Linked DNA regions of Zea mays: region 1 is linked to region 2. Evidence: chromatin contacts called from public Hi-C data. All regions are on one chromosome and are shown on one strand. The core of a region is the stretch at or near the end of the contact, and the rest is flanking DNA. Distances in the headings are between cores, read along the strand shown.

What was found. Hi-C and Micro-C count contacts between places; a contact is called where the count stands out from the background.
Region 1: a contact with region 2 is called in a Hi-C map of ear, with 2.1 times the contacts expected there. The contact joins the promoter of LOC100194099 here to the promoter of LOC100192007 in region 2. A contact is called at or near these places in 2 of 25 Hi-C or Micro-C datasets (ear and tassel).

What each region holds. Positions count from the first base shown.
Region 1 is chr10:146,902,772-146,908,588 of Zm-B73-REFERENCE-NAM-5.0, reverse strand. It overlaps LOC100194099 (putative DNA-directed RNA polymerase subunit family protein), which reads right to left and starts at 1,882. Exons shown (of 3, transcript NM_001139153.1): 1 at 1,515-1,882. It overlaps LOC100384606, which reads right to left. Exons shown (of 7, transcript NM_001177107.1): 2 at 5,709-5,792; 3 at 5,369-5,460; 4 at 4,973-5,268; 5 at 4,667-4,895; 6 at 4,338-4,542; 7 at 3,513-3,803. The coding sequence ends at 3,708. It also overlaps the pseudogene LOC103642110.
Region 2 is chr10:146,665,119-146,671,231 of Zm-B73-REFERENCE-NAM-5.0, reverse strand. LOC100192007 reads right to left here and starts at 2,552. Exons shown (of 10, transcript NM_001351639.1): 1 at 2,376-2,552; 2 at 1,581-1,679. The coding sequence starts at 1,633.

The DNA.
Region 1 (5,817 bases), core at 633-3,132, 240 kb before region 2:
TTATCAACAACCTGGCTCATCGTCAATTGATGGTGAACTGAAGAAACTGGACAATTGCCACACATAAAATGTTAGAACAGAGCATGTCACAACAGAGAAACCCCATCAATACTGCCGGATGTTTTTTTTAACAGTAAGTCAGTGCCGACTAAAGAGTAATCAAAAGACACCAGGGGATGAAATTGACATAGGGGGGCACAGGGATTCAGCTGAACTCAGGAAAATCATGGAAAATAAACTGCATTCGTCCTTCGTAGGATCTCAGATGCCGACCAATGTGAGTGTTAGGGATGTAATCGGATCGAATACAGACCGATATCACCAAAACCATGTTTGTTTTCATATTTCTATTCGGATTCAAATTCGAATACGGGTAGCTTCGGATACGAATACAGATGTTCTCGAATACAAATACGGATAGTTGCATGTCGAATACGGAACTAGTCGGACACAGATATCATCGTTAATAATTTTTTTATCGGATACCATGTAAGACATCATTACACATATATTATGGTTGTAATCATTTATCCACTCTGAGTCTAAACAGTTTTTAGCATTATGTGTGTACATATGCCACTACTTCGTAAATTTTCATGAATTTTATTTAGAGTGATTTCTCGTGTAACTTACGCAACAAGTGAAAATGAAATGAAATAGACACTGATATATTGTGGATGTTATGGTCCAAATATTTTTTAAGATTATATGTGGACATATGTTATGTCTCCATAAAATTTCATGAATTTCCGATGATATTTGTGTATTCTTAATTTCTTTCTGCAAAATATCAATAAAATGTACACAACTATCTGGTAAGATATCCGGATATCCGAGAAGATATCCGGATATTCGATATCCGACGGATATCAAACATATTGTATTCGAATCCGATATCCGAACATAATATCTGTACATGTATCCGTTATCTGCAAAAAAAAAGTCCGAATATCCGAAAATTCTATCCGAATCAATGTTCGGCATCTTTGAATCCGTCGAACTTCCAAACCAAATTACATTCCCTAGTGACTAGTGAGTGTTGCCCGCTGAAGAACGACAAAAATGGAAGCTAGCGCTAAGAGCAGTGGTATCCTTGCATATACCAGCAAATGGGTCCCCCATCCGCGCGCATTTTCTTCTATTTCTTTATTCATATAGAACTTTCTTGTCATTTCTTGTTTTTTGTCTCATATAATCAAGGAAGGGGTATAAACTAAAATCCAGTCAAATTTCACCTATAAAAGAAAGACTACTATTCCTTAGTAATGTATAGGAAGAAGGGGTCATCTTTTTTAGGGATAGGAAAATCTCGTGTGTGTGTATATATATATATATATATATATATATATATATATATATATATATATATATATATATATATATATATAATATTCATTTTGTTTTTTTAGTTAGGAATTTCGCCTAAACAAAAGAAATACAAAGGATCTGGCAAGAGTATCTGATCAACCCCACTCTCACAGACGGCGGACGAGCGGCGGGTGGTGGATCCGAACCTGGCGGGTGAAGGGGAAGCTGCGGCAGGCCGGGGTCGGCGGGCGAAGGCGGACAGCTGGCGGTGCAGCGCGTCTCCGGCGACCGGCGGCAATGAGCGGTAGTGGGAGGCGGTTCGTAGAATGTGTCGGAGACTGAGAGTGAGGGACGGAGAGTTCGGGCGTTGTAGCGCTGCGGGATGATCACCTCGAGACGGGGACGGGGGTTTAATGGGCAACCGGCGGCGTCGACGATGCCCGGTGGTTCTAACAGGCGGAGGCGGGCCAGCGGTCAAGCAATGCTCTGCGGGTCCCGGTCTCAGTGACGAGCGGGTCCTGTCCGCCGAGACAGATACGGCTTTTCATGGTGAGTACCTTAGCGGGGATCAAGGAGGGCAAGGGCATCATGTGATCTTCTGTGCGAGATCACGGTTTATCACAGCACAGGTTTGGATAGACGGCCCAACCAACGGCAACGAGAAAAGCTGAAATCGAATGACAACACATATAACAACAATAATTGAAAAATCATGCATATGTTACATCGCATGCAGAATAGCCTCAGTTCTTTTCTTTGTCACACGCTTCTCGTTTCAGGCTTTTGAAACATTAGAACTGCTTCCCAGGTTGCCTCCAACTCCAAGCATGGACAAGAGCCCTCCACCGTGCAGCCTTCACTCCGGATCTCTGGCTCCGGCTCGCTCCGTCATCCGGGCCGTTGCCTTCTAGACCACACGAAGGGGAGGACGTCTTCAATGAGCCAGGGACCAGCGCCTGATGTGGTATCAAGAGATGGTGCTTCCCTGCGCCCCCTTACCGCAGTTCGGGTGCTGGCACCGGCGGCCACCTCCGTGTGAGATGCACAGCCCAGAATGACCTTCAGCACCGCGAGTGCAACCCTCGATCCTCCACCTTTTCCCTTCACCGTGTTTTAGGCAGAATCCGGATTTCCCCCTTGCCGCACTCGAGCATTCCTTGATCCCACACCAGCGCCCACCACCATGAGCGATACAGAACTCTGTCTTCCCTGCCACGCTTTTGGTGCAGCCTAACTCTTGGCATCGTCTCCCTCCTCCATGAGCCTTGCAGAATGTTGTCCGACTCTCAGCACCTTTGTTGCAACCTCTGCCCACCGCCATGAGAAATGCAAACTCCTGATGCACCCCTTGCACCTTTCCAACACCCGTTAAACCTGCATTTCTTTGGATGACGCTAATGACTCCTCTGCTCACTACTTGTGCCAGAAGTTGCAGCAAACGAACAGTCAGCTGTAATGGATACCTCGTGATGATTTAGAGATCTATCATGATCGCTTTCAGTACCACATCCAGTTCCCTCATGCTGTTGGCCATCAGTGTCTGGAGATGTTCTATTAAAACAAAAGTCTCCTGATCTTGGCACGAACAGAAGTGGCAGCACCTTGTTTCCTTGTTGCTGAAGTTGAACCCTCATCAATGAGCGGAAAGATGATACCAGTCTTTCTTACAGGTGAATAATTCTTCCTACCACTCGTTGTTGCAGATTGTAAATTTCTCGAGCTGCATCTTGAAAGGCCCAACATTAAACCAGGTTCAGCTGTGGCACAATATTGAGTGAGCAAACTAGAAGATTCATAAGTTTCGTTTCCACCAAATGAGTAACTATCGGCAGAATAAAGATTTGGTGTTGGCCCAAGTCCAAGGACCAGCCTGCAGCTATCATCAGAATAGGCCAAACTTTGTGGTTTCCTACATATGGACTGCGGTATGGTTTTATCATTCAGCATGTGTACTTTAATCCAGAATAGCACTACTTTAGAGAGACAGAAAAGTACTACATTCTTTTCTTTTTAAGTGAAAAAAAAAAGAGATAGGTTTCTAGGCATGGACAGCATGGATTGGTGGGTTTACAGGCTGACGCAGGAACATAATACATACCGGATCATATCCCTTGATGCTCAAGCGTAACATGGCCACCCTTGATTGGAGTTGACAATCCAGGCACCTAGAAAAAAATGATTTTGCAGCGGAAAACAACAGCCACAAAGAAAAAAAAATCTTACTAGTCTGATATGATACTGTGTGAAGTATGACAGTTCTGCAGTATACCAGGGCACAATAACAAAACACACTTCAAAATTTCAGATAGCTTTACAACTCTAACCATTGGAGAACAAAAAAAAACTGCATATTACATGTTCAAATCGGGAATAGTTTCTCAACCAGCACTGGTTAGATCCTAAAGGACTTCATCCTCCTGAATCAGGATCTCCTCCTCCGCTGCTCCCCAACAACAGCTCTGGGGCTTTCCACCGCATGAGGACGGGCAGCAGCTCTGCAGTAAATTGATACAGGCTAAGGAATAGTGCAGAGAGGAGAACTGTAAACAAAAGAACACAATGAACAATGTCTGGTTTCACCCCGGTACCAGGAAGAAGAAATATTAAACAATGACAACTACGTGCATGTAGCAGCCCACTGAGCTTTCAAGATTGCCGTGACAAGGATAACTAACAAAGTTCCCAAGGGACAAGATGGAATCTGGCGAAACCCACAGACCAGAAATTTGTTTGTCTAAGAAAATAGTGCCATTGGAAGTCTACTTTGTAGACTGGATTAAATCCTGGTAGATGTTTCAGACAACCTAGCATCCTTGTCTGCTAGGAATTCTGAAGTACATTGAGAACATCAAGGACGCAGAAATCTCTTCACCAAACAAAGCTCAAGTGATGCTTTGATGGTATACTGTTCTTCATGGTGTACTTTGTAGATCAAATGGTTTTTCAAATGAACTACTATCCAGGAATAATGTTTCGGGCACTCGGAATTTCTTACACTACCGTATCAGGAAATTGAAGAAAAGACATACCTTGGGGCAGGTGTATATTATAACAGTCAGCCAAGTCCAGCTGCTGGGTGCATAATTTGAGGAACCGTCTCCAGCTTCATGGAGAAAGTATGATAAAGGAGACATCAATTGCAGTTCATACTGGCGTGGTGAACCACACAGCCTACAGGTGCCAGGATCTTGTAATTTTGTTGTAGCCAACAGTGGCTTGCCACCATAAGAATACCTAAAGAAATATTGCAAGCCAAAATTTAATTCAGGCTGTGCAAACCAAAAGGGACAAGAAACAAATGGTTTGCAAATACCAAGTCAGGTTGCAATGATACTATGTAAACTAAATGTTTAGCTACCTAAAGCATTGCTGGGGATATGCATCCAGCCGTTTCTTGAATTTTAAAAAAGTTCTGTCAGCACCAATAGCTCTATCGTACTCATACTTTTCTCCTTCCCATTTTTCTTCTTCGTCATTTGCGGCATCCATGATTTCTTTGTCCAAAACCAACTCACTGCTACTTGAACCCACAGCGCCTTTGCCCCCATATAGTTCCTTATTATAATGTATGTAAAAACAAGGAAGGACTGCAACAAAATTTTATCAGATCAAAACACTCGGGTTTTGCATACATGGTAACGAGTTGTTTCAAAGTTGTCCTCACCAGGTATGCTCAGATCACATGCTTGCTCCTTCAATACAGGACGTTTTACAGGAGCATTAGCATGCTTCGATTTGTTCTTCTTCTTTGAGTTTGATGCCAAAGTTGCAGCTTGTTCAAGTGCTTCGGCTAAGGCATCTAGATCAAAATCGTCATCATTTGTCTCAGGAATTTTATTTTTATCATTCTGTTCTTCTGGAAGACTTGTAGAAGAAGGTCCATTCGGTTGACCTAATTCATCACCACCACCTTCTGTTTGCATAACATTATGGCATTTTTGAACTCTTAGAACCTTCCAACTATATAAGAAGAAAAAGGAACAAAAAGGTACTGACTTAAAATCATGTAAAAATGTCTGGATATCTAATAAAAAGATTGAATCAATTGGCATATACTTGCCTTTGAGGTTTAGGTCCACATTCTGGTGTCGGGCAAACAAGCACATAGATTATCCTCTCCTCAATGTTTAGCTTTGCCACAGGCGCATGTACCTTAAGTCCGAACCACATTAGTTTTTTTTTACAAGGAACGACATTGATTCATCAACATACAAGCGTTTTGTGCCATCACGGATCTGTTCGTAAACATAGTTCGTAATGCTAAGTCAGAGAACTGCAAGCTTGTAACTTTACAAGCCTGTGCCCAAGCACTGCAACACTCCGTTTCCTTACATGACTGACCATAAAGATGTTTTTCAACTAGTAAATTCTTGCTTAATCAACGACACGAAGACATTTACCTGAGCAACAAGACAAAGCTTGGTCCCACATAAGCTGCACTGAAGAGTCTCGGGCTTGAAGCCCATATCACCAGTTGGCCAATCCTACATAATAAAAAAAACAGCAAAC
Region 2 (6,113 bases), core at 1,303-3,802:
CAGCGAGTCAGCGACACGTACGTTCGTGCACAGGGTAAGTTCGCCGTGTGCCGATCTACTCGATCGGCAGCTTTGATAGCTAGCCGGCCGCACCACGTGCAATTTTTTAATTGATCTACCAAATAATTATGTTACATGAATTAATTGATTTGGGCCTCTATTTGTAATCTCGCCGTGGGCCCTGAAAATTTAGGAACGGACCTGTTAATCGATAGCTCTCTTGCTCGGTTCATTTGGAGATGGGGCGGAGGAATTGGAGAGGAATTGTAGGACATTGAGAATTTCTCCCTTAATTTTTTCAGAGCTGATTTAGTGACCCGGGATCACGGGAAGATTGGAGAGGATTAAGGGGGAAATTAGTTCATTTCCCCCTCAATCTCCTCCAATCCTCCTGTGATCCCCTTTCTGTAAATCAATTCTCGTTCCTCCCGTGATCACTAATCACCAAATCAGTTCAAAGAAAACTCCACAAGCAGGTGTGAGGCCGGCGCATGGCCATGCACCCATGCATGAACGGCTGCACGCTGATCCTTCGATATATATCCCTACGCGCGCGCATGCTAAGCTTGTGCGTGTTGGTGGTTCTCAGGCCATAATAGAACAGCGTTTCTAGCGTGGACCGTTTCCATGGGGCGTCAATTATTGCGTGCAATGGAAGTGCAGTGCACTGCAGATGCTTGCGCTCTGTCCTGCACGACAGACAGGGAGCAGGGCAGAGAAGCTTCATCAGCCATCTCACGTACACGTAGTGTGGCCAAAAGGGTTCGGATTGGGACTTAAGGTGCCCCTCAATTATTGGGAAGGCCACTTGGCTTTTGGGGCAAAAGAAAGTTAGGTTGGTCTCTGCTCTACAAGGCAAGGCAAGGCAAAAGCAGTGGTCGCCGGCCTTCATCATCTCATTCATCTGTGCTGTACCCGGTACCCCACCATCCAACCTATCTGGAACACGAGTCATATAACCAGATTTTTGCACATTGCCATGCACATGCTCATGCTGAACACAATGAAAGAAAAAAAAAAGAAAAGGAAAGGAAAGGAAATAACTACAACTGCAACTGCAAGTTGTACGTAGTATGTGCATACTCTGACGGCTGACGTGCATACTCTGACGGCTGACGTGCGCTATATCCAGGAACGTCGTCAGCCATGTGTCTTGCAAAAAAACTCGGTGGGCTAAAAAGCAAGGAAAAGCTAGCTAGGCGTAGAACAAACAAAGCCTACCCTGCTGCTTTTGGAGAGGCTTATTAATTAGCACAAAGTGGTGTATTCCTGGACGACGGGTTGTTTTTATTTTTAGCCAGCAAGCATGCATGATCTCCGCTCGCTGGATGCACTAGTCCCACTTGCACCGCTAAACATTCAGTTATTGCATCGTGATGTGCCACCCGCAGCCGCAGGTAAGGAAATCCAACGCAAATCGCACTACTAGTGGCGCGCCTGTTCGCTTGACTGATTGGACATAGCCATCAGCACATTGCCATTTTTTTTTCTTCTTCTTCTATGCGTCAGATGGACAAAGAAAAAACATTCGGACGGAACAGGGGGCGTTAGATCAGAGACAGAGAGGAGGAAGCACTCACCTTAGCTTGTGGGGGTTGAAATGGTCGTCAAGGTATCCGGAGTAGAGCTCCATCGTAGCGCGCTCGAAATAAAAAATGGTCTCCCTGCTTAAAGCATGTCTGCCAAGCAGAAAAAGAGTAGTTCGTTTACTACCAAAACAAGATCACTTAGTAGCTGAATGGTTCGCGCGAATCTCAAGGTTCAGCATCTAGCCTTATGCTGCTTAGTGCTGAATGAACATATATGGAAGAAGATATGGTCCTAGAAAAAGATACTCCTAACGAAGATATGTTTCGTTTGAAAATACAGATGTTTTTGCTTCCCTTAAAAGCAGAGCAACATCTCAGTTCAAAAGAACAATGATTGGTTATTCGTTTTGTATCCTTGCAGAGATTTGGCAGTCGTTCAGAGTAAGAAGGCAGCAACAAATTGGGCATGCATGACTGACTAAAGTTCAAAATAGTCATGAACCATAGCTAGAAGAACATGGACACGGACACGGACACGGACACTGGGAAGCTAACATGTGTCGTTAGACCCGGAAAACCATGCCTGCTTCTTGCTTTTTCAACCTAGCAGGAACGAAGAGACAAACAAAGCCATATTTGTCAAAGCTCTAGTGCTGACGCCTTCCTTGCCAATCTCTACCGACACAGCAGCTAGCATTAACTCTTATTATGCACATGAAGAGAAGCCAAAGAACATAATTCTCACTTGCTCCTTACGTGCTACTACTAAAGATCAACACACGCACACACTGATGAACAAGCAAAAACCACCGAGCAAGCTAATCAAGTATGAAACTTAATTAGTACCTGGCTGAAGTGTTGTTCTTCCTCAAACCAAGGATAATTAACTTGAGGGTGCCAAATCGCCAAGCACAAGGTTTCTACTCACAGATGTGTGTGCAGCTCCAAAGGACGACGACACTACCGGTTGGCTGGAGGAAGTGGTGCAGGGTTATATAAGGAGCCAAGCCAGTAGCCAGCAGCTGCCTCCCCCTCCAAAAGGAGGAGCCAAGTATGTAAAGCGCTTTAAGTATCTAATATTATCACCGGGGCCTCATTGCACTACTAATTATTCTTTACGCAAACTAGTTGGATAGGTGCCCAAGTTGCTTGCACACAGGAAATACATATACGCATCCTCAACCATGCATATCACCTAACAATCGAGAGAGCCTGAAAAGTATTCACGTGATCCTGACACAGGAAAGATGGTAACTTTCGTGTTACTCGGAGAGATCGACACATTATTAGGTGCCCAATAATCTCAGCTAACACGACAGATTAAGCAGCGGTCTGGAAAGGCACGGTTCCGAGTAGTTTCCACGTTACATTGTGCTGCAACTCCCACCATGCGAGAAGCTGGTTAGATAGATAGCATTTACTGTCAGAAAGGTGCATGCAAGAAGACTGATGAGGAAGTTTTGGTGCAAAAGGGAACTTCTTTTTGCCACAACAACACTCCTAAATGGTTCCTCGCATCTGTGAGCTTGTTACTCGCAGATACAGATGGACTATGTACAGTTGAATGGTTTATTGAAGGAGTACAATGGAATGGAGGACCACACGTACGCCAGTAGGTTCACATGAATTTATAAACCGAGCTCCATCATGACTTGCCTCAGTTGCTATAGTTGCCTTTGGAACCTTACGAAGAAGTAACACAAGGATTTAAGTAATGTTTGTTTGTCGTTGTGATGAGATGACCCTATAATGGGGGTCCCGTCAGATTCCGTGATGCAAGTAAGGGACATCCATCACTAGATTCACAAGTTGGTGCATGGTGGAACTTCCCATTTCTGGGGTATCCCTCCCTCCCTGATCACTAGACCTCCTTCCTCAACCTTCCCAAAAAGAAGCCTCCTTTACATCTTTTTTTTTGTGGTACCTGTCTCCAATTCCTCAGCGGTTTCTGCAGTGGCGGTGGTGTCTAGCTTTTTTCTTCCCGCCCCTAACCGGACGATGTCGATACTTAACAGTCTTGTTGAGAAGAACACATCATGTTGATCAGTCAACTAATCTAATTGTACAGTAAAAAACACCTATCTTGGTAACGACAAACTGTATCCAAACACAGCATCATTCAGTTGAAAAACTAGCTAGAAACAAGCGCGCGAACCTTAAGAGTTCTATTTGATTCTGTAATACTATATTGTCGTCTACTAGTTAGCGAGCCTTATAAGCCGTCCCGCGCTATTCGCAATCATTGCCCATATCTTTCCAAAAGCAAGGAGGAAATTGTGTACTGCATGATAATCTGATCCAAAGGAGAAGAAGAAAAAAAAGCAAAACGAAACCAAAAAAAAAACGAAGAGGAATATATTACGCCTAGTGGGACTGGGAGGGCGCGCGCGCGGGCACCTACTCTTTCGTGAATTGCGTAACGCTGCTGCTGGTGCGCGACGACGAAGAGTTCCTCCCCCCCACCTTTGCCAAAAAGGCGCAATAAAAAGAAGAGGAGCCTTTCGACGGGCGACCTAAAGAAGATGAAGAGGAGGAGGAGGAAGAGATAAGATAAAGCACTACGAGGGAGGGGAGGCAATTAGTAGTATAATAATAATTAGGCGGCCGCAATGATGAATCAAGTCGTGCTAATATATGGAAACCGCTGAACCTTAATGCAAAGGGGCCCGGGTCTGCTTTGCTTTGCTGATGCCAGCATTATTGAAGTTGAAGCTGTTCTTCATGCGTGTCTACATCAGCTGGGTGGTTTTCACTCCCTCCCTCCTTTTGGGGTTTTGGAGTGAGAATGAGAATGCGTTGCAGCAGTGGTCGTGGTGGCTGTGGCTGTGCCTGCCTGATTCCTTCGTCGCCTTGCTTTCCTTTTGGCCCGCTTGATTGGTTTGCGCCCCCTTCTTTTTTTTTTCCCGGCCCGCTTTTGCTCTCCTTTCCGGTGCTCATGATGTCCTGTACGATTTCAGGGAAATTGTCCGGTAAATAAATAGTCGACGAGAGAGAGAAAATACTGTACACCTGTAACGCACCCACTGGGCCAGTCCGCCAAAGCCCACCACCACCAGCGTCGCCAGTCCGCCAAAGCCCACCATCACCAGCGTCGGGCGTTCATGCGCTCGCGCGCAGCCTATTCAGACGGGCACCTCGCTCTCAAAACCTAGGCTAAGAGAGGAGGGAGACCCGCCCTTATAAGTGCAACACGGCCCCCTTGGCTAGGCGAGGTGGTACTAACCCAGGGCATGCATACCGGCCTCTTACATCCCACCCCCCTTAAGAGGCCCAAAGCTCTCTCAGGCAGCAGCGGCAATGCGGGTTCCGATACCATATGTAACGCACCCACTGGGCCAGTCCGCCAAAGCCCACCATCACCAGCGTCGGGCGTTCATGCGCTCGCGCGCAGCCTATTCAGACGGGCACCTCGCTCTCAAAACCTATGCTAAGAGAGGAGGGAGGCCCGCCCTTATAAGTGCAACACGGCCCCCTTGGCTAGGCGAGGTGGTACTAACCCAGGGCATGCATACCGGCCCCTTACAACACCCTCCTCGAGTTAATCGGGACCTGAGTAGAATATCTCAGGAAGGAAAGGCAGCAGATTCATCGGGGAACAGAAAAATACTGATCTGATCTGAAGAGGAAACAGAGGCTTTACTTCCAAGAAGCAAATTTTTTTTGCAGGTTTCTTCGGCGTCGAGGATTCCGGTTGGCTACCTTTCGGCAGGCAGCGGTAGATTGGAGAAGCGGAATAAGAATTTGGATTGACAGCACAGCACCTGATTCTGCGTTTGACGACCTGGTGGGAGTGGGACCAAACTTGTCTGGGCTTGGGCGGCAGCCAGCAGCTCATCATCAGCTACCTCAAGTCTGAACGAACTGTTGAGCATGGCATTGGCTCTGGGACTCTGGCTCTGCCAAGGTATCAACTTTGTGATCTCAAGTGTTTCGGGGAGCTATAACTAAATCATCAACTTGGTAGCCTCTACCAATAGCAAAGCAACAAGACGTGAATAGAACTCGCATGACAGCAACGCACAGATGAAAGTTTAACTAAAGAAAGTTGCAGGAGCACTACCAAAAGCAAAGGAACGGTAAAACTATCTCCAACAGATTTCTTACTTTAATCCATATCTCACTCTCTATTTTAAACTACACTACACGAACTACTGAAAATGAAAGGCTGTATTCACCATACAGACATAACTACATGAGGCGTTCTACTACGTTTCACCGAGCCAAGAAACATAATGTAATATGATCAGTGATTGAACATCCTACTTCTTCTCCCGATTCGTTAAAAAATACTGCTCACATTTGATTTTGCACGGCCCTGATGGTACCTTATCACTACTTTTTTTTTTCAGTACAATTATACACACGCCCAATATTTTACCCCGTTTTGCAAGCTGTATATATGTTATAGATTATTTTAACTTTATTAAGAGTCAAAGCATCTCAAAATTAACTAAATTTATGTAATAAAATAATAATATTTATGATACAGAAAATACCAACATAACCTTTATTAATTATATATTTTTTTGAATATCACCGGGGGATAGAATCCCCACCTGAATTGCATTGCTTATTGCGGCCAAA